Regions from separate parts of the Oryctolagus cuniculus genome. Here region 2 is linked to region 1. A link is a contact called in public Micro-C data. All regions are on one chromosome and are shown on one strand. The core of a region is the stretch at or near the end of the contact, and the rest is flanking DNA. Distances in the headings are between cores, read along the strand shown.

Evidence for each region. Hi-C and Micro-C count contacts between places; a contact is called where the count stands out from the background.
Region 2: a contact with region 1 is called in a Micro-C map of ear pinna, with 7 times the contacts expected there. The contact joins the promoter of TM9SF3 here to the promoter of PIK3AP1 in region 1. A contact is called at or near these places in 2 of 6 Hi-C or Micro-C datasets (ear pinna and an unstated tissue).

What each region holds. Positions count from the first base shown.
Region 1 is chr15:32,907,969-32,914,379 of mOryCun1.1, forward strand. PIK3AP1 (phosphoinositide-3-kinase adaptor protein 1) reads left to right here and starts at 4,709. Exons shown (of 19, transcript XM_070057477.1): 1 at 4,709-4,847; 2 at 6,292-6,411. It overlaps LCOR (ligand dependent nuclear receptor corepressor), which reads right to left and starts at 4,363. Exons shown (of 7, transcript XM_051823446.2): 1 at 4,035-4,363; 2 at 2,980-3,053. The coding sequence starts at 4,363. It also overlaps the pseudogene LOC127484158.
Region 2 is chr15:33,134,019-33,140,017 of mOryCun1.1, forward strand. It overlaps TM9SF3 (transmembrane 9 superfamily member 3), which reads left to right and starts at 4,201. Exons shown (of 15, transcript XM_070057481.1): 1 at 4,201-4,506. The coding sequence starts at 4,411.

The sequences.
Region 1 (6,411 bases), core at 3,459-5,958:
CACTTCTGCCCACCCTCTCACAAATGCAATGTCTTGTCCATATTCACCAAAAAGCCACCACTTTCTGCAGACCTTCCTTCATCTAGGAGATTTCTTTAATTTCTAAACACACCTAGCATGAGTTTGCATCATCAAATGACACACTATGCCTTGTATGGTAACTGAATCTTCACTAACAAAAAGCTCCTGAAAGTTAGGGCAGTTTCTCCAAATATCCTTACCTGACCACAGTGCTGTTACAAGGCAGCCACTTAATAAATAATTATGTGAAGTAAGCATTTACCTAGCACTGCCTTCGGTTCCTAAAAGGAGCATTAATATTAAGCAGGTACTCAAAAGTGGCAAGTTCCCATAGAAATTGACTAACCAATTCTCACTATGTAAAAAATTCCAGTCCATCCTATATAGCCCCATAAGGCTAACAAATGAATTGCTCCAGCTAAAAGTACATTTGAGGGGCTTAGGGAAACAGGAAATAACTTTCTGTAACTCACAGAGATTCATTCTACTGTCCTTTTTTGGCCAACCTAGAGCTAAAATGAAATCACTACAAGTGTCCGCAAAGCGGGTAGAGAGCTTCTTGAGAATACAGTTAGGGTGAGGAGCAGCCCAGCAATAGGTTACACATCACACAGCAGAGAGAGCCTAGTCTTCCCAGAATCTCCACTGATCATCGGCGTCCCAGAGGACCCCTTAGTAACCAGTCACCTGGAAACCAAATATCCATCTTGATCACAATCACTGTCTGAACCCACTGTAGGTCATGCATCCATAATCTGAAAATCCAAACCTTTCTCAGCACTAACATGACCCTCAAAAGGGTTCAGATTTGGGATTTTCAAATTAGGGATGTTCTACTGGTAAAAACTATGTAAATATTCCAAAATCCAACAAAGTCCGAAATCCAAAACACTTCTGGTCCCAAGCATTTTGGATAAGGAATAATAAATCTTCAATAACTCCAATTCAACCAAACCAGTCACAGAATCAACAGCTCCTCCTCCACCACCAGTATCCCTTTCTTCCCTTAAAAAAGAGGGAGATAAGATTTTGAAAATGAGAATGCATTTTTAATCCTGAGATTAATGTAAATTAAGTATCATTTAAAAACTAAATGACCCTTAAGTATTAAGATAATCAGTCAAGAAATCAAACAGAAGGCTAACTGTTCAGAACCAATCTCATTAAAATAAAGAGGAATTACTACATCTGGTAGTAAACAACACAGTCACCTTTTGGATTTCATGAAGACCACTGCCATTCCTTATAAATGCACAGAGTTCTTCCTCTTAGCATCTCCTCTTACACGACAAAAATCACAAATAATAAACAGAAAAAAACCGTGAGGCTGAGCTGATTTTAGTTGGGAGACTATCAATACATATTACTGCTCAGGGTAAAATACTGCTCTGGACTCTGGACTCAATTCCTCTTGAACTTTACTACCTTCAAGAGGGAATCTGGAGTGAAGAATATGTTCTTAAAAACTGAACTCCAGATTGAAATGCTCCTTCAAAAAAGGTGGATCTAAATTTTAATGCTCAACTTATGTATTTATGTAAGTATTTTACCAGCTGTAATACAAAGAAACTCCTAAAACATCTTGTCAAGCAGGAACAACTAACCACTAAGGATAGGTAGCAATGACTGATAAAAAGGGGACCTGAGGCAGAAGACAGGGATTCAAAGCAAACAGAATTAGAATAAGATAAACAACTTATTAAAAACCACCTAAAATAAACACCAATATTAACTTTAAAAACCTACAGGGTTATATCTGTCATTTCAAAATCTTCTAAAAATTAATAAGCCCTACTGAAAGAAACCAATCACTAAGAAAACTGAAACAAATACAAGTAAAAATTTAGCATTTTATATTACCACAATTCTGTCAACCCATTCATTCCATGTTTCTCAGAACCTCCTGTATCTGCTCTTAAGTGAGGGCTACTACTAACACATGATTCTGAGAAGGGCTTAACCCAATGAAACATTTCAGCAAATGTATGACAGACTTGAAAGAATAAACAAGAAGAGTTTATGATAACTGATCGCCAAAAGGCTATTTCCTGGAGGGAAAAGCTGGGTTTGCACTGACAGGAGAATTTTTAAATCCAACCAACAAGACAAATTATACCAGAAAACCGACCCATGCTTTTATTCTTTACACAAGCATATGCTTTCAAACGTACTTTTAACCTTTGGACAACCAAAGTGATACCAGATACCGTAAAGCATTGTTGCCTATGCGAGCGTTCATTTCGATGTCACAGTCGAAATCCTTAACAAAACTCACATAACACATTCTGATGAAAACTACAGAAATGGAAAGGCTTGTAATTCTCGAGGTAAAGGCTACCTTATTTTTCACTTGTTCAAAGTTTCAGTTTTGCTTTTTAATCCATGACAGAAAACATCCCTTGTGGGACACTGCAGAGGGCAGACCCTCCTGTCAGGCCAGAAGAGTCTAACACAAAGACACCGCGCTAACCAAGTGCTGTAATTCTTCCAAACTGAGCCTCTCCACACCCCCTCCACCCTTCCCCCCAACAGATATGTCTATTAAATCAGTGTCTGTTCTCCCCCTCGCACAACAAAGAGAACTTCTCACCGCATGAAATTGCCGCTGAATGGACACCAGAAAGCAGGATTTGCATAATTCCTTCCAACGAAACCCTGTCGGGAAGGAGGGGATGAGGGGCCCAAGCGAACGGGTGCAATCGCCTAGATTCTGCTGGGGAAGACCTGGTTCCCAAGGCTATTTCCCGGCGGGGGTGGGCGGGGGTGCCGGAATCCTGGGCCTCCCCGAGGGCTGGGCGTGGGGGACCGAGGACGACGAAAGGGCATTCCCCCAAACCCCGGCAGCAGCGGAGCCAAGACCGGGAAACAACAATGCTAAAGGACAGGAGAGGCAGACACAGGGACGGGCCGGGGCTAGGGGGCGGCGGGCGGAGCGGAGACACCACACGGGCCACTTACTTTTTGGAGGGGGGTTAAATATATGAGTTAAGCCCTTATGGTCCCGCCGGCCGCCGCACAGAGGGAAACGGGACCTTGGGAGAGAAAAACAGACAAAACACACAGCGTGAGAGGCGCAGCTCGGCCGCCCGCCCTCCCTCCTGCCCGGGGAAAAGCCACCCGCGGGCGGCCCGCGGCCCGGGAGGCGGGGGTGGGGAGGGCGGGCGAGGCGGTCCGCGAGGCGGCGGCTCCGGCCAATCCCGGGCAGCGGACGAGAGCCACCCCCGCCCGGGCTCCGCGGTCCGGCCGGTCCCACCCCCGCCTCCGCGCCGCGCACACACCGAACACAAATACGCACACACCGACCCGTGCGTCCAGGACCAACTCCCCGGCCGCCTCCAGCACCCGCAGAGGAAGTGCAGCCGCTGCCCCCCGCGGCCATGACACCCCACTTGGCTCCGTCAGGCGGACCCGGGGCCTGTGACAGCTCCGGCTCCCTCCGCCCCCATCTCCACCTCACGCCTCGCACACGCCCGAGCGCCGGGCGCCCGCCCGCCGCCAGCAGCGCGTGCACGCGGGGACGGGGCGCGCCGCCGCGCGTGGGGGAGGGGCGCACGGCGGAGGCCGGCGGCAGCCGGAGAGCGGGCGCGGGGGCCGAGCCGCGGCCCAGCACGCCCTTCCCTCGCGCCACCCCTTGTCCGGCAGCAGCGGCAGCACCGCGGGCCGAGACTCCACAAAAAGCCGGCAGCGGCCAGGCGACCGGCGCGGAGGGGGAGGGGGAGGGGAGGGGAGGGGACGGGCCGCGGGGGAGGGGCTCGCGCTCCCGCCCGAGAGCCCGCCCCGGGGAGGCGCGCGGAGGGGAGGGGCCGGCGCGCGCGCTCAACCCGCGGGAGGAGAACCCGCCCGGGGGTCGCGCGCGCTCGCACTCCGGGGGGTGGGGGAGGGGGCGCCGGAGCCACAGAGGGCGGGCGGGCCGGAGCAGCAATTGCCTCTGCCCCGGCTCCCTCCCCCGCCCGGGGCGGTCGGCGGCGGGGCGGTCTAGGGGCCGGCGGCGGCCGGGAGAGGGTCTCACCTACACAGTGAATGAGCTTGTGGCGCCACGAGTCCAGTTCTTGCCGAAAGCCGCGTCTCTCAACTGAGCATTGCTGCCGCCTACACACCCTCGCCATCTTCTGCCGCCCGCCCGGCCCTGCCTCCGCCGCGGCTCCGCGCACGCCCAGCCGCGTCGCCCGGGGCCGCGCACGCACCCGCGGCCTAGGCGTCGCGCCTCCCGCCGGGGGCGGCGCGGGGGCAGGCCCGGCCTCACCTCGCCTTGGCCCCGGCGTGGCTCCGGGGCGCCGTGGGTCCACGCGCCGGCCGGCCTGCACGCTCCGCGGCCCTGCGTTGCCGCCCGTCGGGCTGCCATCCTGGTCGTGCTGGGCCGCGGCCGCGGCCGCCCCCGCCTCCGGCTGCCCAGGAGGGCGCCTTCCCACGGCCGGGGCTCAGCCTCGCGCTGTCCCCCAAGGCCACGGCGGCCCCTTCCCTCCCCGGGGCTTTTTGTTTTTTAAACCAGGCCCATTTGTCATGTCCCACCTGCCTATCGCCCGACACCAACTGTTGCAAGTTCCGCTTAAGTGCGCCTCGGAACTTCTCGGCCGAAACTGCTCCTGCCGGAGCGTGCTGGAGAGGCAGGAGCAGGAATAAAAGCCCGGAGGGCCGTGGAGGCCCTGAGGCTCTCAAAGGTGAACTGGACGCAACTGTTAAGTCATTGGAAGACCTGGGCGACATCCGTAAACGAAAGAGAACGAAAAAGCCGGGAGGCTTTCCCCGGCAAGGCTGATCAGAGGCGACATTCTCAAGGGGTTTCAGGAAATTGTGGGAAAGAGGACGGTGGTCAACAGCAGGCTCAGGTAGAACTATTCAAAGCAGACTGTTGGAAAATGCCCTAATTCCGGATTTCAGCACAGGTCTGGAAGAGAAGCGTGTTCGATGAGGAAGGGGATTTCCAAGTACCTCCTGAAATAATCTCTCTGCACAAGGCACTGCCTGTGCTGCTGTTTGGTTTAAGCATTGCTTCACTGTTACTGGGGAGCGAAGAAAGAAGGATGGGGGAGCGAAAGGAGAAAAGGTAAAGGAGAAAGAGGGGAGAGGAAGAGGAGAAAAAACGAAGGAAAAGAGAGCCCTGTGCCAAAGGCCTGGTACCCTAGGATGCTGGCCTCATATCCCCTTTTTGGTTTAAGATTAAGGACAGCGCGTTTCTGCTTTCAGATATTTAAATGCAGACACTCAATTTTAATTACTATAGTGGATAAGCAATGTCCTTAAGGATCCCGTTGGTGTTTCCATCAGATCTTTTCAAAAGTTCTGGTTCCTGGTTCTCTGAACCATTCTCTCGTGGAATGGAGGAATCTATCCATAAGAGAGGGACTGGGTGGGTCCCTTGGGTAGGGCTGGTCTGAGTTGCTTAGGCAGAAAGAGGCTTGCCCCACCCCTCAATGTAAAATAATCCTTTTCGCAATTCTAGAAAGTCCACAGTATTTCATGGGCGAAAGAGTACTGTCAAATGGCCGGACTGTTAAGTCAGGGAGTGTCGAGTTTCTGTGCACGCAGTACTATCCCAGGGCCTGAGGAGAGAGGGGTGGGAGACGAAAGGCTGCCTGGACAACCGTCCTGTCCCGAGTCCTGGCACCACACCTTGCATCCCATCCGGAAACGTCCTTTCTTCACCGCTAGGTGGTGGGTTTGAGTCTTTTTGTAGCTTTTAACCGAGTTTTCTAGTTTTCTGTGATGGGAAGTAAGTTTCCTAAAATGTCCAGGGTGCGAAGAACAATGTAATTCAAAAATGAATTGATAATGAATGTATTCTCTAGTCACCCCACACAATTTTGGTGTAAAACAAACTAAGATTGATTCTTTCTCAACATAATATCTTAAAGAGTCTCAAGGAGAGAATCCTAGAGGTTTCAGAGGTCAATTCTAAAGAAAGCCATAGATTCTCAGATACGTGGCATAGAATTGGGAGCCCTGACAAATAAGGTGACTGACTTGACCAAGGCTGCAGAACTCCCAGACAGAGGGAGGGCAGCAAAAGCCATGAGATAAGTTTCCCAACTCTTCAGTATTATTTCCACGGTTTCACTTTGAATGCCAACCTCTACTCCACTTATTTTACCTTGGGAACCTACATATAATTGATCCCTTATAAAGGCCTTTTTGGAAGAAAAGATACGGAGGGTGATAATAGCTACTGTTTATTGAATGCCGTCTGTGTATGTTTAGCATCACTACATGATTTAATTCCATCTGAGTAGCAATGAAGGCAATGAAGTAGGTATTTTTTACTATATTTTCCAGGGGAGTTGTATATATCCATGTCCCAGGTCACATCATTAGCAATGGAAACCAGAATTCTATCCAAGATCACTCTGACTCCAAACCCTTCTAAGTTGCCATGGAAGTGGAAGCAGCAGAGAT
Region 2 (5,999 bases), core at 2,951-5,450, 230 kb after region 1:
AAGGAAAACAGAAAAAAAAATAACTAGAGACAGTGAAATAAGAATGGCACAAAGAAATTAATCATCTTGGTTGCTCTTCCATCCAAGACCCAAATGTTTTATGTGATGGCTTCCTAAAGTATTGAGAGCAAGCCTGAAGGTCACCAGTGTCTGGAGTATTTCATCCAGAACAGAAAAAGTGGAAGTTGTAAGTGGCAGATAACAATGAAAAGGCTGCTTTCTATGCCCCTGGCACCCAGAAGTAAATAAGTGGCAAAGCAAACTTGTGAAGAAGAAACAGAATTTCAAAGAAAAATAGCTGATAAAATCAGAAGAGATGTTTTCATCCACATCCCAAGACTTTTGATGATCATGTTTATCCAGAATGAGAATAAGAAATTGAAATTGTGGTTTTCTGTGTTTAGTGGTTATAAGCTCCTTAACCAAATAAAATCTTATTAGAGCCACTGTTAAAAAAAAAAAAACAAAACTGTACAGCCATTGGAGGGAGGTGGGGGTCTCCTTTCACTGACATTTTTTCCCATTTGGGTGACAGGGAATGAGGTCATTAACCTAGATGAAGAAACTGGTGAATAAGATCTATCAGTGTTTTCTGCTTCTTGGTTTCATAGAACAACCCTAATTTTGATGGTGCCCTTGAACCCATTTTGTTGCTTTGAAGTCATCAGATTCCAAACCACACTTCTAATGAGCTCCTTGGGTTTCCACTCCTCAGATTAGTTATTGCTTTTATTGCCCATTCATTTACACAGCTGGTCATTGTGTGAGTTTTTTGTACACTGTCATGCCTGATCTCTACTGTGTGTATAGTTTCTTGGTTTTAAGTGTACCCTCCCCAAATGATTACTTTATACTTTTTCTTGTGTCTGCCCTACTCCAAAGCACTTGCCAACTCACTGCTCCCCTAACAGCCAGCAATTCTTACTCCCTCAAATCTGTGGAGGCTGTAATGGGTGTTTAAGCAAGGAACTACTCATCCATCTTAATGCAGCACTTACACTGCTTGTTCATCAATTGCCCATCATCATTGCATTCAAAAGCAGTGATTATTCATTCATGGAGCATTTGCTGAGCTTCTACTGTGAGCAAGTCACCGTGCTGGGTGCTCTGAAGATATGCAAAGATGCATAGGATGCCTCCTCTGATTTCTATAGCAATTACTGGTGTACGATTTATTCAGCAATTAATCACGTACTGCCTTGTGATGTCTCTTGTGATGTCTAGAAAGCATTCTTTAAATCCTGCAATGCTATTTGACTTTTCACTTGTTAATGTCATCATTCATTCATTCAGCAAATAGTTACTGAATTGTCTATGATGTGACAAGCACTATCCTAGCAGCTGGGCCAAGTATAAAGATAAATGATAGTCATTGCCATCAAAAAAGAGGTTACACTGTAGTTCAGAAGATGAAATGGGAACAGAGCAGTAATTACAATGTGGCATTTCAAATGCTACTGGCACCCCAGAGAAGGTATGCTCAACTTTTTTTTTTTTTTTTTAAGATCTCTTTATTTGAAAGAGTTATGCAGAGAGAGGGGGACACACACACACACACACACACACACACACGGAGAGAGAGAGTGCGCTTCCATCTGCTGGTTCACTCCCTAGGACTGGGCCAGGCCAAAGCAGGAGCCAGAAGCCAGGAACTTTATCCAGGTCTCTCATGTAGGTGTCAAGGGCCCAAACACTCAGGCCATCCTATACTGCTTTCCCAAGCCATTAGCTGGGAGCTGGATTGGAAGTGCAGCAGCTGGGACATGAACTGGCACACATATGGGATGCCGGTGTCACAGGCCTTGGCTTTACACATTAAGTCACAACACTGGCCACTGGGATGCTCAACCTTATAAGTTGCCCAGGGGCAAGGTTTCACTGAAGAGCAGATAATTCAGCTAGGCCTGGACAGATAGCATCCAATGGACAAGGTGAAACAGCATTCTAGATAAAAGCAGGGTAAAGAGCAAAGTCACAGCAGTGTAAAAGAAGATAGAGTATTTAGAAAATGCATGGGTGAAGGCTGAGCATAGAGACTGGTGAGAGTTAACATTGGGGAGATAAATTGTAGTCTGATGGTATAGGCGCATATTAACAGGTTTAGGAATTTGGACTTTATTCTGTAGACAGGAACTTCTCCTCCTTTGCTAGTTCCCCCTTAACAATGTAACACATGCTCACTGTAAAAAAAAAAAAGCCAAACATTTATAGGCATGTACAGAAGTAGAAAGTTAACCATTTGTTATGGTTTGAGTCATCCTTCACATTGTTTTCTATCGGTAGACTAACATTTTACTATTTAAAATGGGATTATCTCTATTTTATTTTTAAAGATTGTACTTATTTGAGAGGTAGAGGGAGAGACAGAAAGGTCTTCCATCTGCTGGTTCACTCCCCAAATGGCCACATTAGGTGAAGGTAGGCCGATCCAAAGCTAGGAGCTAGGAGCTTCTCCTGGGTCTCCCACGTGGGTGGCAGGGGCCCAAGTACTTGGACCATCTTCCACTACTTTCCCTGGCCATAAGTGGAGAGCTGGATAGGAAGAGGGTAGCTGGGACATGAACCGGCACCCATATGGGATGCTGGCGCCACTGGCAGAGTCTAAGCCTACTAAAGCCACAGTGCTCTATTTTTTTCAACTTTTTGCACTTAAAAGTACTCCTTGGATATCATTCCATGCCAGATCATACAAATCTATTTCATTTCTTAGAAAGGCTGTACAGTTGGTATCCAAGAGTAGTAAAAGGACCTCTGTGGCACCAGACTTCTTGGGTCTGGTCTTCCAGCAACAGACTGCCTTCTCTACCTCATCTGCCACAGGTGCATACTAATAGAACCTGCTGTGCAGGATTCAGTAAAGAGTTCAGAATAATGTCCTTAGACTAAAACCCTTTAACTAATATGCTGGGAGTGGCTTTTGTTGTTGTTGTTAAGATTTACTTATTTTGAAATAATTACAGAGAGGGAGAGACAGAAGGCTTCCATCTGCTGGTTCACTCTCCGGATTGCCAGCTCTGGGCCAGGATGAAGCCAGGAGCTTCTTCCCAGTCTTCCATGTGGCTGCCAGGATCCCAGGTTCTGGGGCCATCATCCGCTGCCTTCCCAGGCCACTAGCAGAGCATGGGATCAGAAGTGGAGCAGCCAGGACAGGAACCAGCCCATATGAGACGCAAGCATCGCAGGGGGCGGCTTTACCTGCTAAGCAGCAACTCCTTCCAGCCAGGGGTGTTTTAAGCAGGAGTTACAAGCTGGTTTCTTTTTAGAACGCTCAGCCTAGCACCTGTGGGGGAATGATCACTAGCAGGGGAAGTTAGATTGGTGGTGGGGAGACTGTTGTAATCTACAGTGAGGTCAAGATTGGCTGTTACTGGCAGGAAAAAGAGAGGAGAAATAAATTCGAGGTAGTTTTTAACAGACCAAATGTTAGAACTTGTTGGCTGCTGACTTCTGAGACAGGCGACCTGCACGTTTTTGGCTTAGAGGGTTGTATGTATAGATGGTGGTGCCACATTTTGTGAGTTCCTCTTACAGGTCTGGCACTGTTCTAGGCACAGAAAATAGGGCAACAGATTCTGTGCTCTGAGAAATTCACATTCCAAGACAGATCAATGACGATGGGAGACCAACAAATAAGAAGAAAATAAACGAACGAGAACTTCAACGTAGCCCAGTCTTTTCTGAGCAAATGATATTGGTCCAATAAACAAATCAAGCCCGAGAGACTTTAAAACACTTTTAAACCCGGTACAAGTTCAGCAATCGCCCATGCCCGCGAGTCCTTCGCTGGGGTAGACGACAGCCTTGTCAGGCCTCTGATCTGATGCCGCACGCTGGAGAAGGGACTCCGATCATCATCCCATTTCGCAGCCAGGGAAAGCTAAGCACTTCAGCCAAGGTCGCGCTGCTTCAAGGGCCCGGACGCGGCCCTGAGGAGGTTTCGGCCTGTAAGCATGGGCCAGACCAGGCCATTCACAAGGGGTACGAGGCCGCCATGGGGCCGAGTTGGAGTCTGCGGGTGCCCGCCCGACTGCCCGCCAAGGTGGCCGAGCCGCCGCCCCGGGGCCCGAGGGCCGGCCGACGGGGTCCGCGGGCCCGACGGGCGGCGCGAGCGCGGCCTCCCCAGCGTCCGGCGGCGGTTGCGGCCCGCGTCGCGCGGCACTTCCGGCGTGTGCCGGGGTGGCCGGATGACGTGGCTGAGTCAGAGGAAGCGGCCGGGGAGGCGCGGCGGGCGGGGGAGGCTCCGGAGCGGGCGGTGACGGCGGCCGCGGCGGCGGCGGAGGCAGCGGCTGGGCCCGGGCTCTGTGCGTCTCTCCGCGCCCCGTGGATGCGAATCGGCCGCGGCAGAAGCGGCGGCGGCGGCGGCGGAGGAGGAGTCGGTGGGCCGGCGGCGGGCCGGTGGGAGCGCGGAGGATGAGGCCGCTGCCGGGCGCTCCTGGCGTGGCGGCGGCCGCTGCGCTGTTGCTGCTGCTGCTGCCCAGGGCCCGGGCGGACGAGCACGAACACACGGTGAGGAGCCCCGGCCGGCGCAGGGCCCCGCGGCCAGCTTCCTCAGCTCACTGCCTGGGCAGGCCCAGCGCGGCCTGCGGGGCTTGGAGGCCCAGTGCAGCCCCGCGGCCGCTCGAGGGCTCCTTCCGGTTGGGCCTGGCGGAGCAGGAGCCCCGGGAGCGGGGAGGAGGCCCTTCCGTGCGCTCCCGGAGAGCCGGGGCTTCCTTCCACGGGCCCCGGACCCCAGGGGCGCTCTGCCTCTGAGGCCGGGGGCCGGGAAGGAGCCTGGGCAGGGACGGGGTTCGCTTGGCCGTGGGCGGGGAGGGGGGAGGGCTGCAGGCCGGCCGGACTCGGGCTGGAGCCCCCAGGGATGGGGGCTGCTGTCTGGCTGCCCGGGGCTGGGGCTACGACACGACGGAACACGGATGCATCGCGATTACCCGTCATACCGCAACCAGGAAATACCCACCACTTTATGATCCTCTCCGGCCTGGCTCCCCTCGCCCCTCCCTTCTGCCCAGCCGGATCGAAACCCCGGGGTGGGGACAGCGCTAACAAACTTGAGGTGGAGCGCGGGTTACACGTGTACGTGCGACCCGCCCGCCCTGGGTCCGGGGCCTCTCTGCTAACTTTCTCCTCTTCACTCTCCCAGCCGCCGGCCCCGGGGGTCTCTAACTAGGGCAGCTTCCCGTGGGGAAGGGTCTTAAGTTGTCCAGTGTTCCGATCAGGGCTGGAGCAGTCTCTCTTTGCATCTGGCCTAAAGTGGGTGCTCTATTTAATTGCACTTTCACATCAAAGCATGGGTGTTATCGACTCCTGCGGTGGCTTTCGCTTGGGGCTGTTAACTCCCAGGTTTGCGGGGTGGTAGACGCGAGCAAGGCAGAGAAGTCAGGTAAATTGAGAGGTTGCTTTCCAGTAATTATTCTGACACAATTGTGCACCAGAGTTTGCGTGTGTGCTAAGCCCGATGGATTTGGGGCAGTGTGTTGCCGTTGCTGATAAGAGAGGAAATCAAGCAGTCGTCCGTATCTATTTAATGGACTCGATTGGTGTTTTCTCTGTAATGAGCAAAAAGTCTCTGGTGCCACCTGGGTTAGCTGGACTCTTTCTTTAGCTAATAAAAGTTCTGAGCTTTTGGCTACCTCACCTTCATTTACGGCCAGAGTCGTCTTAACTGTATATATGAAGTTATTTAGGGACGCAAGTCCTCAATTAATGACATGTTTTTATCATTGTGATTTTTTTTTTTTACCTTCAGATAATTTTGTTTGGGCGTCAAACAGTTAAATTAAATTCGGTGTTCTGTTGTTTTTGTTTTTCTATCCTGTAACTTGTAAGTTTAAGAACTACTGTTTTTTTCATGTAGTATACAGAGACCAAGGATTGATAGGGGTATTTGATTACTTTTTAATTTCCAGTGAGCGTCCATTTGGTTAGTGGTATTATTACTAATATTTTTCCAATTTACTCAAACATTTTTAAAAAAGTTACTGTGTAAAATTTAAAACTCTCTC